Regions from separate parts of the Mus musculus genome. Here regions 2 and 3 are each linked to region 1. The links are chromatin contacts, called in public Hi-C and HiCAR-type maps. All regions are on one chromosome and are shown on one strand. The core of a region is the stretch at or near the end of the contact, and the rest is flanking DNA. Distances in the headings are between cores, read along the strand shown.

What was found. A called contact is a pair of places that touch in the nucleus more often than the background predicts. HiCAR-type assays count read pairs that join an accessible place to other places.
Region 2: a contact with region 1 is called in a Hi-C map of uterus, with 8 times the contacts expected there. The contact joins the promoter of Maged1 here to the promoter of Amer1 in region 1. A contact is called at or near these places in 3 of 39 promoter capture datasets (the 3T3-L1 cell line, cranial neural crest and liver) and 2 of 484 Hi-C or Micro-C datasets (cardiomyocytes and uterus).
Region 3: a HiCAR-type map of astrocytes shows a contact between it and region 1, with 3 times the contacts expected there. The contact joins the promoter of Gspt2 here to the promoter of Amer1 in region 1. A contact is called at or near these places in 1 of 39 promoter capture datasets (hippocampal neurons) and 1 of 115 datasets of contacts at active chromatin or transcription factors (astrocytes).

Annotation. Positions count from the first base shown.
Region 1 is chrX:95,442,166-95,446,662 of GRCm38.p6, forward strand. Amer1 (APC membrane recruitment 1) reads right to left here and starts at 2,675. Exons shown (of 2, transcript NM_175179.4): 1 at 2,493-2,675.
Region 2 is chrX:94,539,334-94,543,830 of GRCm38.p6, forward strand. It overlaps Maged1 (melanoma antigen, family D, 1), which reads right to left and starts at 2,692. Exons shown (of 13, transcript NM_019791.3): 1 at 2,559-2,692; 2 at 1,918-1,991; 3 at 522-1,214. The coding sequence starts at 1,962.
Region 3 is chrX:94,634,085-94,638,581 of GRCm38.p6, forward strand. Gspt2 (G1 to S phase transition 2) reads left to right here and starts at 1,985. Exons shown (of 1, transcript NM_008179.2): 1 at 1,985-4,478. The coding sequence starts at 2,173. The coding sequence ends at 4,071.

The DNA of each region.
Region 1 (4,497 bases), core at 1,425-3,924:
GCTGGTTCGAAGGTGCATCCACCACCCCCAACCCCTGACCCTGACCAGCCTTTGTTCAATGATCTAAAGATCTTCGCCTAAAAAGATTAGATCACCATTTCAAGGCTTGATGTTTGGCAGTTCCCACCACTGGGTCCTAAACTCTTTTGCACCTCTGAGTTATGCCACCTCCACCACTCACCCTGCCTGCCAGGCACTCCCTTTCATTTCTCATTCTGTCTATTCTTTCTCTACCAAACTCCTGTACTTCCCAGCTGCTTTCTAAATGCAGAGAGAGAGATCTCTCCATGGCACTTTGCCTGTAGGCTCATGAATCAGCAACCAAAAGTATGCAGAGCTCCAGGGTTTGAGCAGTCCAGACCCTGATAATAGAGGGAACTAATTATGACTTTCTTTTTGAATGTAGTAGCAACCCAATCCCTCTTTCCACCCACACTAGGTATATTATATCCATATCTGAGCCTTAGGCACGTTTACTTTATGTTTCATGGATTAAGGCAAACACAAGTTGGGAGGATAAAGGTCTTTTCTAAAGTTCTACAAAGACAGAAAGTCCTTCTGGAACATTCACTCATTAATTGCTTTATAAATCTAGGATCCTAGAGGGTTGTAGCTGAGGCCTAGGCTTTATTTACCCCTATGAGGGTTCTGAGAGAACCTAAATACCTATATAAGGGAAACAAAGCAGAGTCAGTGAAACTTAACTGTACAGGAGTTCCAAGAGGTCTGCTCATCTAGAAGCAGCCTGAAATGCCCCAAAGAGAAAGTTGGTTGAGAACTGAGGCCTGAAAGGGAGGGACTTGGACAAGTGTAGGATGAGAGTGTTTGAGTGTGGGAAAGGTGCTGGACTGAAGTCAAAGCAGGGCAGAGTCAGATGCTGGAAATAAAAGACCAGCTGCAAAGATGTGTTGAGGTCTGGTCAATTAGGTAGGGGTGAAAATAATGTGGTATCCCCAATCCTAGCTTGGGTGTATGTGTGTGTGTCTATATAGCTATATCTATAGATAGATAGATAGATAGATAGATAGATAGATAGATAGATAGATATCCCATGTTAACGTTACAAAGTAAGAGATTTATTTACTGGGTCTCAATGCCCCACTATAAAGCTGTCCAGCCTGCACAGTCCCTTAGTCAAATCCCCTCTCTTATTCTTCAGGAATGCCTTAATAGTCCAGAGTGGTGCACAGAGTAGGGCACTCGAAGGAATGGGCTTTGTTGGAATCTCCAATGGTAGGACAGAAAGTCCAACAATGCAGTGCCCGGAGACCAGTCCATACCAGTGTTGCTGAGGCAGGCCAGCCAGAGACGCAGAAGACATATGCGAACAGGGCTGTCTACACTTCTCTCAAGGCGAGTCCAGCGACAGGGAGGATGGTCCTGCTGTATTAGTCCCGCTGCCGCCTTTGCCTCCCATGGCTCATCTGGCAAGCTTAGCCCCTCAAAGGGGAGCTCAGGAGAAATCACGCCTTTGGGCGGTCACCAGTGTCAGAGGTGTCTGCAGCAGACAATGACAGCAGTCTGGCAGGCTGGGTATTTTAAGTAACTGAGAAGTTGTAGGATTTGTCTGCCTTATATATACTGTGTGTTCTTTACTACAACGACGGCCCCCTCCGCCTCTAGCAGGGAAATCCCCCCACAATATTGTGCCTATTGCTATTTTAAACCAAAGGCTGGAGAGAAAAAGAAAAAAAAACGCGCCCTATGCCCTACAAGGGAAAAGAGGCGCGTAGGGGGTGGGGGCGGCAACAAAGCGGCCTTGCAGCTCTAACCCAAGGGCCAGTAAGAGCTCCTGGTCCAGCCCGCCTGCAATGGGGGTGGGAGCCAAACGACAGACTGGAGGCCCAGGAGGGGGTGCGGCTGGTTGGGACCATAGGACCAAGGTTCCAGGATAAGTGGGAAGTTCAGAAACCCAACTGTGCTCCCTTGAGGAGGAACAGACTGTGGATATCTTAATCCACCCTAAAGCCAGTCTCAGTCTGGCCATAAGCGAGCGCGCCAGCTTCCTCTGCAGAGGAGAGACATAGGAGATGCACCGCAGAGGGGAGGGGCCACAGCAAGGCCTCGCGGGTGAGCAGCACCGGCCTAACAGCTGTTCCAGAAAATATACTACAAACAAAGATAAGGAGTTCCCGGCCTGCAAATGCGTTCTCCGGGTGCTGGCTAGCGGCGCCCTTCCCGGAACCACGCAACAGCACGTGTGGGCCCATCCCAGCCTCCCATTACAACCTAGAGGCGTAGCCCAGGATAGTCCGCCCGCCTTCCGGCCCTCCCACCCCACCCCCCAGCCACGGTCGCCCGGACCCTAAAGACTAACGGCCGCTGGGCCCTTCGCTGGACAGTACGCAAAGCGAGTTCAAAGAAAGACCAGCAAGAGGCTGGGACTCCGATCAGCCAGGCTCTGGAAACCCTAGTCCAGGAGACCAGAGCGGAGCACGCGGGGATGCACTAGACCTTCAGCAGGATGGCTCTTAGCTGTGTGCAATGCTTACCCTGCCAGGTCCAGCTCCCAGCGCTGTTTATTGTCTGCTGCGCTGCTCCGATTTGAGCTGGAGCCTCTGCTGAGAACGCCACCACTGCTCCTGCCGCAGCCTTCACCGGGACTACAGCAGTCTTCTGCGCCGACTACCCTTCTCCAGGCTCTGGGCAGCTCCCCCATACCCCCTTCACCCCGGACTCCACAGTTATAGGGTGGGACGTCCGTGATATGATTGGCAGGCATACAGTCCAATCATGACGGCTGGAAGGCATGCCCTCGCCCGCCCACTGTTTTCCTTGGTGCTTCTCTCTTTAAATGCAAATAAATCGGGCGTGGTATTGGCAGGGGGGCGGAGAGGTTGTCGAACCCCTTGCAGGGACTCCCTACTTCCGCTCCCACGCGGGGCGGGTTTCAGCGTGGCTACACACCCTACTCCCGGAGCTAGTCCCGCCCAAATGGGACTTGCCAGACTCTTGGAACTCGGTTTCGATTTTGCATACATTCCTCATTCCTTAACTTGGTGCTTTTGCGCTACTGCTCCCAGGTTGCTACCAAAGAGTTTCTCCACTCAGTTCGAGACTAGCTGTGAGAAGTGGGGGAGAAAAGGAAGGAGCCAGAGATTGTGGGGCCTGCAGAAACCTTTAGCACCATGGTTGGCTAATTATTAAGAGTGGCAGCAGGGCCAGGTGGCTGGTCTTCCCAGAGAGGAAATCACCTGTCAGGAAAGTGACCTGCCTCTTGGTCCTCCCACCCCCACACCACCTGGCTCCTTAGCCCTGCACTTTCCTTGCTTGCCCCAGGCTCTTAGGGAAGGCAAGATTGAGGTCAACTACCATCAGTGCTGCCTGGGAAAAGGCACTTCACCTCCGTTACTTAGACTGCCAGTAACTGGGACATATTTGGAATATAGACCTATACTTACCTTTCAGGGTACCTTTCACTTTTCTTCCCTAGGAAAATAACTGTTTTTAGAGTATACTATTTCAATAGTTGGCCTCTCACCTAAATTCCATACCTTCCAACGAACATGGAATGATTCTCAAGATCTCCAGGCGGGCAGTGGTGGCACATGCCTTTAATCCCAGCACTCGGGAGGCAGAGGCATGCGGATTTCTGAGTCTGAGGCTAGTCTGGTCTACAATGTGAGTTCCAGGACAGCCAGGGCTATACAGAGAAACCCTGTCTCCAAAAACAAAAGCAAAATTAAACAAACAAAGATCTCCAGAGCACACTTCATCAATTGTGAGTCTGGTCTGTGCAGATCCCTTTTCTAGATAGGGAAAGAAGTTTTGTGTGAGCCCTAACCAGAGGTCATACTGAGGAACACTGAGGAGGCCTGTCAGACCAGCCTTACAGGCTACTGTGTCTGGAATGTGGCAACGGGCCAGCTGAGCTTAGGCCTCTAACTAGCCTAAAGACATTAAGTGGCATTAGTAACTGCCAGTGCCAGGTGAGCTGGAGCAACAAAGAATCCGGTTGTATAACCAGCTCTGGAATGTACAGAAATCCCAGCTTGAAAACTCCTTCAATGTCTAAAAGGGGAGGGAGAAGTGAATTGAGGGTGAGGATCAGAGAAGGATTAGAAAACAATGGCAGTCCCCACCTCCAACCCCCAATGAATAGTCACCTGTTGCCCTGTTGGATCTTGTCTACCTTGTAAATACACAGAAGCTGAACTAGTGAGACGTGGACTGCTGCCACTGCCTGTGTGAAGCTAAGGAATTGTTGTGGCTGTTAAGGGCTGGCATCTATCTACTCTTCTTTCTGCCTCAGACTTGCTATGAGACCTTGGCCAACCTGGTCTCCCATCGGAGCCAATTATTCGATTTTCCCAAAGAGGTAAGAAACTTGATCAGTTCAACTCAATCCTTTCTATAATATTTCATGACCTTCAATGAGATTCTAGATATCTTCACCAAAAATTTGCAATATGAATCAGAATCAGAGTCCTAGGCCTGGATCTCAGTAAACATTGAATGGCAACCTGCTGCTAACTCAGTATAGCTTTGCTGTAGAAA
Region 2 (4,497 bases), core at 1,442-3,941, 900 kb before region 1:
CCCAGTTGCTATCTTAGGAAGTACCTAGGAATCTTCACCTACACCTCACTAGCCACTGGTCACTTTGATTCTCTTTGTCTTTCAGACAGGCGTTTCATCTCCAAACCAGACAAAGGAAAAAACAAACAAACAAACAGAAAGTGGGACCTAGATTTCTCCTTTTCCTGTGTGACTACGGACAGTGCTTGGTTTCACCCTGAACTCGTTTCTTCCTGACTCTGTTCTCTCTAGAGAGTGAGGTACATCTTCAAGATCTAATTGATTCTGTGTGAGCCTGCCTAGCTTAAGACATGGTGTTTAATGTCAAAATGTAAGATGGCCTACACACATATTGCCTGTGTCCTTGTATCAACTCATCATCAGCCTGTGGACAACCTGGGCTCAGGAATAATAGTTACCTTAGCACCCCCTACAACTGTGCCAAAATACAGATAAATCCATGCCCTTTATTGTGTTTGGAGCCAAGGAAATTGGAAGAAAGGAGAGAGCCCAAAGCAAAGGGAAGCTAGCTGGGATCTCACCTTGCGGGTCCTCTTGCCCCGAATTATAGTCCGGGACTCCACGTTCTGAGTCTGGGAGCCATCTGCTGATGTCTGGGCTGCTGCACCATCAGCTTCAGAGATACCTGCGCTGGTCCCTACGTCAGCCATTTTGGCCTGATTTACATTCTGGGTCTGGGCATCAGCTCCAGGGACCTTAGTAGTGTCATTCCAAGCCTTAGCTGTCTTAGGCTGGTTGTTGGTCATCTCATTGGCACTGGGAGACTGAGGGAAATTGTAGGTGGTACCGGGGCCAGCCTTAGTGCTATTCTGACCCTTAAAGGCCATTTCAGACTTTTTAGCTGATTTGCCTGTGGGTGCTGCCTGGGAAAAGTCAGAGGCAGCATGTGGACCTTTAGGGGTGCCATTCTGTGACTTAAAGGCCGCCTTAGACTGATTCTTGGGCATCTCCTTGGCATTACGTGCCTGAGAGTAATCATTTGGCCCCTTTGTGGTGGCATTCTGGGCCTTAAAGCCTGTCTTAGGCCTGGCAGCAGCTGCTGAAACCTCAGTATCAGCCTTCTCATTGGCAGTTGGGGGCTGTGAACTCTGGGGACTAGCATTTGGCCCACTGGCAGCTGCTGTGGCCTGGCTGGTGGGCGGAGCCTCGGAGATCTGGATGGCTTCCATCAAGGTCTGCACAAGCAAGGCGCTGTCTTCAACAGAGGCCTCAGCCTGCAAACACAGGAGGGGCAACATTTCAATCTCTGAGCCTTACATGGCAGACCAGAGGAGGGGGGGGGCGCGGCGCAACGCAGCAGGGGAGCTGTAGACAGGCGTCACAGTACTCAGACGTGGGGGCAGAGGCGGGTCAAAGGGAGGCGGGGCGCGAACAAAATTTAATTAAGGGTAGAGGGGGCAGGGCAAGGTGAGGGACAGTCTGTGGCAGCAGGGGCTGGTGCGGAATGTGGTGCAAGCTCTGAGCCCCAAATGGGTTTAGAGACGGACTGGTTAGGCTTGAGGTGGGGAGCTCAAGACCCGAGGAGGGAGGAATCAAGGAGGATAAGCCGAGAGGGTGGAGGGGGAGTCTCGCGGCGTGGAGAAAGGGAGGGTGGAGGCGAGAGGTTGGGGGATGGGGCGACAGACTGCTCTACACGCGTCAGGGTTATGGAAAAAAAATGGTTCCTTACCCAACCCGCATTCTCTGGGCAGAATGCCCTGACTAACAGGGTCTCCCCTTTCTCTAAGCAGGGACCGATGGCTGAAAAGGGCCGCCCCTCCCCCCCATTCGATAAACGCTAGAAATCTGAGAGCCCGCGGTGTCTAGGCCGGAAGAAGGGCAAAATCAGATCCTGCCATTCGCGCGACCTAAGGGGCCGGGGGTGGGCGTAAACTGTCAGCAGGGGAAAAATGGGGGAATTGGGAGCGGGGTCCTCACCTGGAAGCCGCGGAGGCCTGCACCGCCGTCCGGTTTCTGAGCCATAGCTCTCGTCTCCCTGGCAAGAGCAGAGCCTAAGGGGGGGGGTGTGGGAGAGAGGAGCTGGGCATTACACTACAGAAGGAAAAGACATAGGACCGAATTCTGTGTGCGTGTGTGCTTTGATTCTGGGGGCGGGTGAGGTGCCGAGTCCGGGGGGAGAACCAGGCCTAAGCGGAGCGGGAAAAGTAACCGGTCGTCCCGCTAGACCATCTCCAATCTCAGACGCGGCCAGGGAAAAGCTTCAGCGCTGCCGTTTTGGAGTCAGAGAGGAGCTGTGGATGCGGTAGTTTACGGGGGCGGGGAGGGAGGGCGGCGAGCGGGGAGACACGGGCGTCCGAAAAGTTGAATTAAGGTTCTGAATTCAGAGGAACCATCTAACGGGATCAAGGTCGGGAAATAGGATTCGGGGAGGGAACTGGAGAAAAGATTCAGGGGGACGGACGGAGTTTCAAATTAGAAAAGGGTCGGGAGCAGGGTCTGAATCCGGGAGCAGGCAGAGCAGGGGGCTTCCGAATCCAGGGTGAAGGGACTGGGAGAAAAGAATGGCGGAAGGACGCCGCGCCAGGGGGGCAGATGCCCCGTCTGGGGGCGAACCTCACCTTGCCTCAGGGCCGAACCCCAATCCCTTCGCTGTTTCCTTCTTCGCGACTCAAGAGGATCGGGAATGGCTCTGTCCGGCTCTCGGCACCCGCACTCTCTCCGCGTCCAGGAGAAAATGCCAGCGCGGCAGCTCGGGCGACCCCGCCTCTCCGCCTAATATACCACCCACCGCCTCTGGACGCGCCGCGCATGCGCAGCAGATCACTGTCCAAATAAGAGTCCCGCTTGCTTTCCCAACAAAAGCTTCATCCCAGAGCCATTGTTGCGCATGTGCACTTGGAGGAGAGCCCGCCTCCTTGCCAGCACACTATCCCACCGCCAACCAGGTTGACAGTGGACAAAGGTTCCTCCTCCCCTTCTCCTTACGCATCCACTCCTTCAACAGATGCGCAGCGCCTTTCGGTCCCACCCCCTGGCCCGACACACCAGCCCCCTACCTTTCTCCGCAATGCGTCTATGCTCAGTCCCGCCCTTTTTCCCGAACTCTCTCTAGCCAGGTCCGCAGCTCCCGCCCACCCCCGTGTGCAGAGCCCCGTAGGTAGGCCCCCCGCGGGGGTCTCTTATTTCGAAACATGCTAGGCCTCTGCTGAGTTCACCCACTCTACGACGCAGAAACCTTAAAGGCCAGAAAAAAAAAAAAAACCATTGCAGAGATACCGGAGCAAGGGTCGCCCGGGGGGGGGGGGGATCTATAGGTTTCCTCTCACTGGACTCAGAAAATGAGCTTTTTCTCTCGCCCTTTTGGCAGTTTTTGCCCATCGAAACCCTTTTTGAGGGCTGGGTTAGAGAGGTGAGGGAAAGGCGTTGGGCTGTGGGGTCTGCCCTGGGGCTTGTTTTTCTTGCAGGCTGTTTTAGGGAGATGGATGGAGTGCAACATTCTCATTTAACACACCAGGTAGCTAATGCAGAAGCCCGGGGCATTGAGCTGGTACCACACAGAAAGGCCAGAACCTGCCCCAGCACCGCTGCGCAGGCTGGTAATCCCAGCACTCTGGGGACTCAGGGAAAGCCCTGAGTTCCAGGCCAGCTGTGCAACTCTGAGACTTGATCTAAAAGACAAACAAAACCATCCATGAGGGGCCTGGATTTTCCTGAGTGTAAAATCTAGTCTGAGAACAGGGGCACTCCTTCAACCTCTATTGGAATAACAAGCTGTCCTCTCCCCAATATTTGTTCCATGGGAATAAGGCTTGTGTTCTAGGAGGCCTGGCATGTGTGGGGACCCTTTAGGTTCGTTCTGTGCTCCTCTTAGTAGGCAGTCTCCAGGAGCGAGACCGCAGGCTTTCTTGGTGACTGCTGGAGCGGCCAGAGCATTCAGGTGTGTCTGCCTTGTTCTTGCAGAATGAAGCTGGCCTTGGCTTTAGAATTCCGGGAGGAGTGTCTGCCCTATCTGTCCCTCGCTGTGTGAGTCCCCTGAGATATAGTCACTACACTTTAGTGGACTTCTCTGAGCCTGGTTTACTCACTACTATCCAAAACAGGAATCCCGCAAAGAGGGTCGTGCCCAAGGACACACAGCCAGCTGTGCTTCCAGGACAGCTGGGGAAACAAACGCAGAAAGATGGCATACAGATGCGAAATGACTCAATCCAAACCCATCCGTTTCCCAAGTCCCGGGCAGACCTTAGCGCGTTTCCCATTTATTGTGGCGTCAGCTCCTGTGAGGAGCCTGCATAGGAAAGAAGGCTAATGCTAGGAAGGACTGCAGCATTTTGTCCCCAAGGGCCAACATCAATTCTGCCAGGCTGGATGACTTCCCTCATCTGTTGCATAGCAACCTCCCCTGTCAGCTGCCTGTTTTTCCTCAGCACTTCCTCTGTAAAGTGTCTGCAGTGGGACGTGATCAGACTCAGGAAAGGAGGTCTGAGGTGCCATTTTATATTTTCTCTGCTTCCACGTCTGTATCTTCAGTCATGATCCAGCCTGTACCTTATGGAC
Region 3 (4,497 bases), core at 735-3,234, 810 kb before region 1:
AAATTTGGGGGTGTCCAACCCCAGTGGTACTTATCTCTTTTTATAAGAAAATAAACATAATTTTGTTTTATGAAATTCTTTTTGAGACAGAGTTTTCCCTGTGTAGGTAGCCCTGGCTGTCCTGGAACTAGCTCTATAAGCTAGGCTGGCATCTAACTCAGAGATTCACCTGCCTCTGCCTCTTAAGTGCTGGAATAAAAGGCGTGAGCCACCACTTCCTGGCTTTATGCAATTATCTTTGTTCTATGTTTTACAATAAAACATTTAAAAGGGGAAATGAATAAATATCATATATACTTAAAAATATAGTGGGGAAAATCTTTGTGAGAGGGAGACGAGTGCTCCTTCATAAGCCAAGAGTTTTGTCTAAGGTCAATTTTTCCAGTAGACTGAAGCAAATGTTCTGTGTGTCTGTTTCTCCCTCCGTCTGTCTGCCTGTCTTGTTCTCTGTCCTGCCTCTAGTCACTTTCTGAATCCCATGAATGACAGACTGTGAGGACACCAATCCACCATTTCTTTTTTCCCCTTTAAAGCTGTTAATGAAGAAAACCCTCTGTTCTCTAAAAAAGATACCCAAGCAGCAAACTTGTTAATATTTTATGACTAATTCAATTGACTTAGAAGGAAAAATTCTAAATCTGTCCTGTGTATTAGAATAGGTTACTTTATGTAATAACAGCCCCTTAAACCTTGACAGATTCTCCTAAACCCATTTAAAGAACGTTGTCCTAGGGTCACAAAATGTTCCAGTACCTGTGCGGGGTGCTGCCCAGAAGTCTATCTTTACATTTTACTTCTCAGTTTTTCCTATTATTTTTCTTTTTTCTGCAATAAAAGAAATAAACCATTACCAGGGAAAAAGAACCAAGGGCAGGTAAAGGTGGGAAATAAATAGCACACAGCTGTGGCAGCTCCATAGTGAGCACTATCAAGGGCCCTGATATTCTCATGAAGTATGGAGAACATAGTGATCAAATTACCAGTCATCCACTTGGTTTTATAACGTCTTACTTTGTTATTGGGTTGATTTAAAACAAATGCCTACAACTCCACCTGGGAAAAGTAAATTGGATCATCCCCAGCTTTCTCCTCTCTGATTGCTATAATTTACAAACAAGTACATCCAGGATTTAGATAAAATATCAACCATTTTTGAGGGTGATAGTCTATTAATGAGAACTATAAAGGATTTTCTACACTTTAGAGGCCATAGTGGCTTTAATTGAGCTTACAGCCAGTTTCTTTTTACCTCTGCCACTGCATTGATTCCTATTGCAAACTCAGTTCTGGTTTCCGAACGAAGCTGAAAGGGCATGGCCTGTGATTCTTGTAGAAGTCCTGGTATATAGGTACAACTACAGATGGTTGGAAAGGTACAGTGGCCTTACTCCAGAGAATGGCCTGCCTGCTACTGTCCGGATACTTGCATATAAAATGATTAGAATAATTGTTAAAAATTGCTTTCCTTGGTAATTTAAAAAGACCATTAACCCCATCCTTAAAATGCAAGCGGATGGGGGCATCAATGGGAACAAAAAGCCTCTCGATTTCAAATTAATTCGTGATTTTAAGTTGCAATTACTATCTTGATTCATTCTATAAATCCCCGTGTAAGCGCTACTGACCTCCCACCCCGCTTGTTGCTCATTTTTTGCCTCCCATTTGTTCAATAGGAATTTTCGTTTTATGTGAAGATTTTAGAATTTTAAGTCAGGTGTATCTAAGGCTTAATCATTGGAACGTGGTCAAATCATTCTGTCAGATTGTGTGAACCAAAATAAATAGAAAATCTCGTGTTTTTTTCTTTTTCTTTTCTTTTTAAATTGTACTTGGAGACTCAGCCTCTGACTGAGAACTAACGGGGACAAACCTACGGATGGCAGCGAGGGGTCAATTCACCACAGGCGTTGGGTCAGGGGTGGAGGAGTCGGAAGTGATTGGGATTTGGGGGAGGAGATTCGCTCACACATTGGAGCTGAGCCTTGAGCGGCCATATCTGCCGCCGCCGCAGCTGTGAGTGCAGCATCTGCGCTTAGCTGCCTCCGCGCCGCTAAGGTTCGCGTCGCTCGCCCGTGGCCCGTGGCTGTTCCTGCCTTACTACCACCGGTAGAACCCTCTCCTCCTGACCTGCCTACCTCGCTCCTTCTCCGCCGCACCCCGGCTGCTCACACCATGGATCTCGGCAGCAGCAGCGACTCGGCTCCCGACTGCTGGGATCAGGTGGACATGGAAGCCCCGGGTTCGGCTCCGAGCGGGGATGGAATCGCCCCCGCAGCCATGGCAGCGGCTGAGGCCGCGGAAGCCGAGGCCCAGCGCAAGCATCTCAGCTTGGCCTTCAGCAGTCAGCTCAACATCCACGCCAAACCTTTCGTGCCTAGCGTAAGCGCAGCGGAGTTCGTGCCGTCCTTCCTGCCTGGATCGGCCCAGCCGCCCGCCCCCACAGCCTCCAGCTGCGACGAAACCTGCATCGGTGGCGCCGGGGAGCCTGAAGGTAAACGGATGGAATGGGGAGCACCTGTAGAACCTTCCAAAGATGGCCCTTTAGTGTCGTGGGAGGGTTCCAGTTCAGTTGTTACCATGGAACTTTCAGAACCTGTTGTAGAAAATGGAGAGGTGGAGATGGCCCTAGAAGAATCTTGGGAGCTTAAAGAAGTGAGTGAAGCAAAGCCTGAGGCTTCTTTGGGAGATGCAGGGCCCCCAGAAGAAAGTGTCAAGGAAGTGATGGAGGAGAAAGAGGAAGTAAGGAAATCAAAATCTGTGTCCATACCATCAGGTGCACCTAAGAAAGAACACGTAAATGTGGTCTTCATTGGGCATGTGGATGCTGGCAAGTCAACCATTGGAGGACAAATAATGTTTTTGACAGGAATGGTTGACAGAAGGACACTTGAGAAATACGAACGAGAAGCTAAGGAGAAGAATAGAGAGACCTGGTACTTGTCCTGGGCCTTAGATACAAACCAGGAAGAACGAGACAAGGGTAAAACAGTGGAAGTGGGCCGTGCGTATTTTGAAACGGAAAAGAAGCATTTCACAATCCTAGATGCCCCTGGCCACAAGAGTTTTGTCCCAAATATGATTGGCGGTGCCTCTCAAGCCGATTTAGCTGTGCTGGTGATCTCTGCCAGGAAAGGGGAATTTGAGACTGGATTTGAAAAAGGTGGACAGACAAGAGAACATGCAATGCTGGCCAAAACAGCAGGGGTAAAATACTTAATAGTGCTTATTAATAAGATGGATGACCCCACAGTAGATTGGAGCAGTGAGCGATATGAAGAATGTAAAGAAAAACTGGTGCCCTTTTTGAAAAAAGTTGGTTTCAGTCCAAAAAAGGACATTCACTTTATGCCCTGCTCAGGACTGACTGGAGCAAATATTAAAGAGCAATCTGATTTCTGTCCTTGGTACACCGGATTACCATTTATTCCGTATTTGGATAGTTTGCCAAACTTCAACAGATCAATTGATGGGCCAATTAGGTTGCCAATTGTGGATAAGTACAAGGATATGGGCACTGTGGTCCTGGGTAAGCTGGAATCAGGATCCATTTTTAAAGGCCAGCAGCTTGTGATGATGCCAAACAAGCACAGTGTGGAAGTTCTAGGAATCGTTTCTGATGATGCCGAGACTGATTTTGTAGCTCCAGGTGAAAACCTCAAAATCAGACTGAAAGGGATTGAAGAGGAAGAGATTCTTCCAGGCTTCATACTTTGTGAACCCAGTAATCTTTGCCATTCCGGACGCACATTTGATGTTCAGATAGTGATCATTGAGCACAAGTCTATCATCTGCCCAGGTTATAATGCGGTGCTTCACATTCATACTTGTATTGAGGAGGTTGAAATAACAGCCTTGATCTCCTTAGTAGACAAAAAGTCAGGAGAAAAAAGCAAGACACGGCCCCGCTTTGTGAAGCAAGACCAAGTGTGCATTGCCCGGTTAAGGACAGCAGGAACTATCTGCCTGGAGACATTTAAAGATTTTCCTCAGATGGGTCGTTTTACTTTAAGAGATGAGGGTAAAACAATCGCCATTGGAAAAGTTCTGAAGCTGGTCCCAGAGAAGGACTAAGCAATCTCTTTTGATGCCTCTGCACCATAATGTGTGAAAGATTGACCGCAACCTACTGCCCATTGACAAACTTGTGCCCATATTTTGCAGAGAAATTTCACAGCAAAAATCCACGTGTTGTCAGCTTTCTCATGTTGAGACTTCAGTCGTGTCACTCCTGAATGCATACTCCAGTTTCCTCCCTCTATAGCACTCTGCTTCCTTGGACAAATCAGTAATAGCTTTGTAAGTGATGTGTGTGTAATTGCCTACAGTCCTAAAAAGAATATATTTTAAAGTTTTCATTTCCGTTTGGGATATCTAGACATCCTTTGTTCTGTGGGGAACAGTCAGTGTTGGTGTGTGTATATGTTGAAGATAACTAACATGTAAATAAAACGTTGCGTTTGAAACTTCAGCATTTGAAATGTGTTTGAATAATGCTTA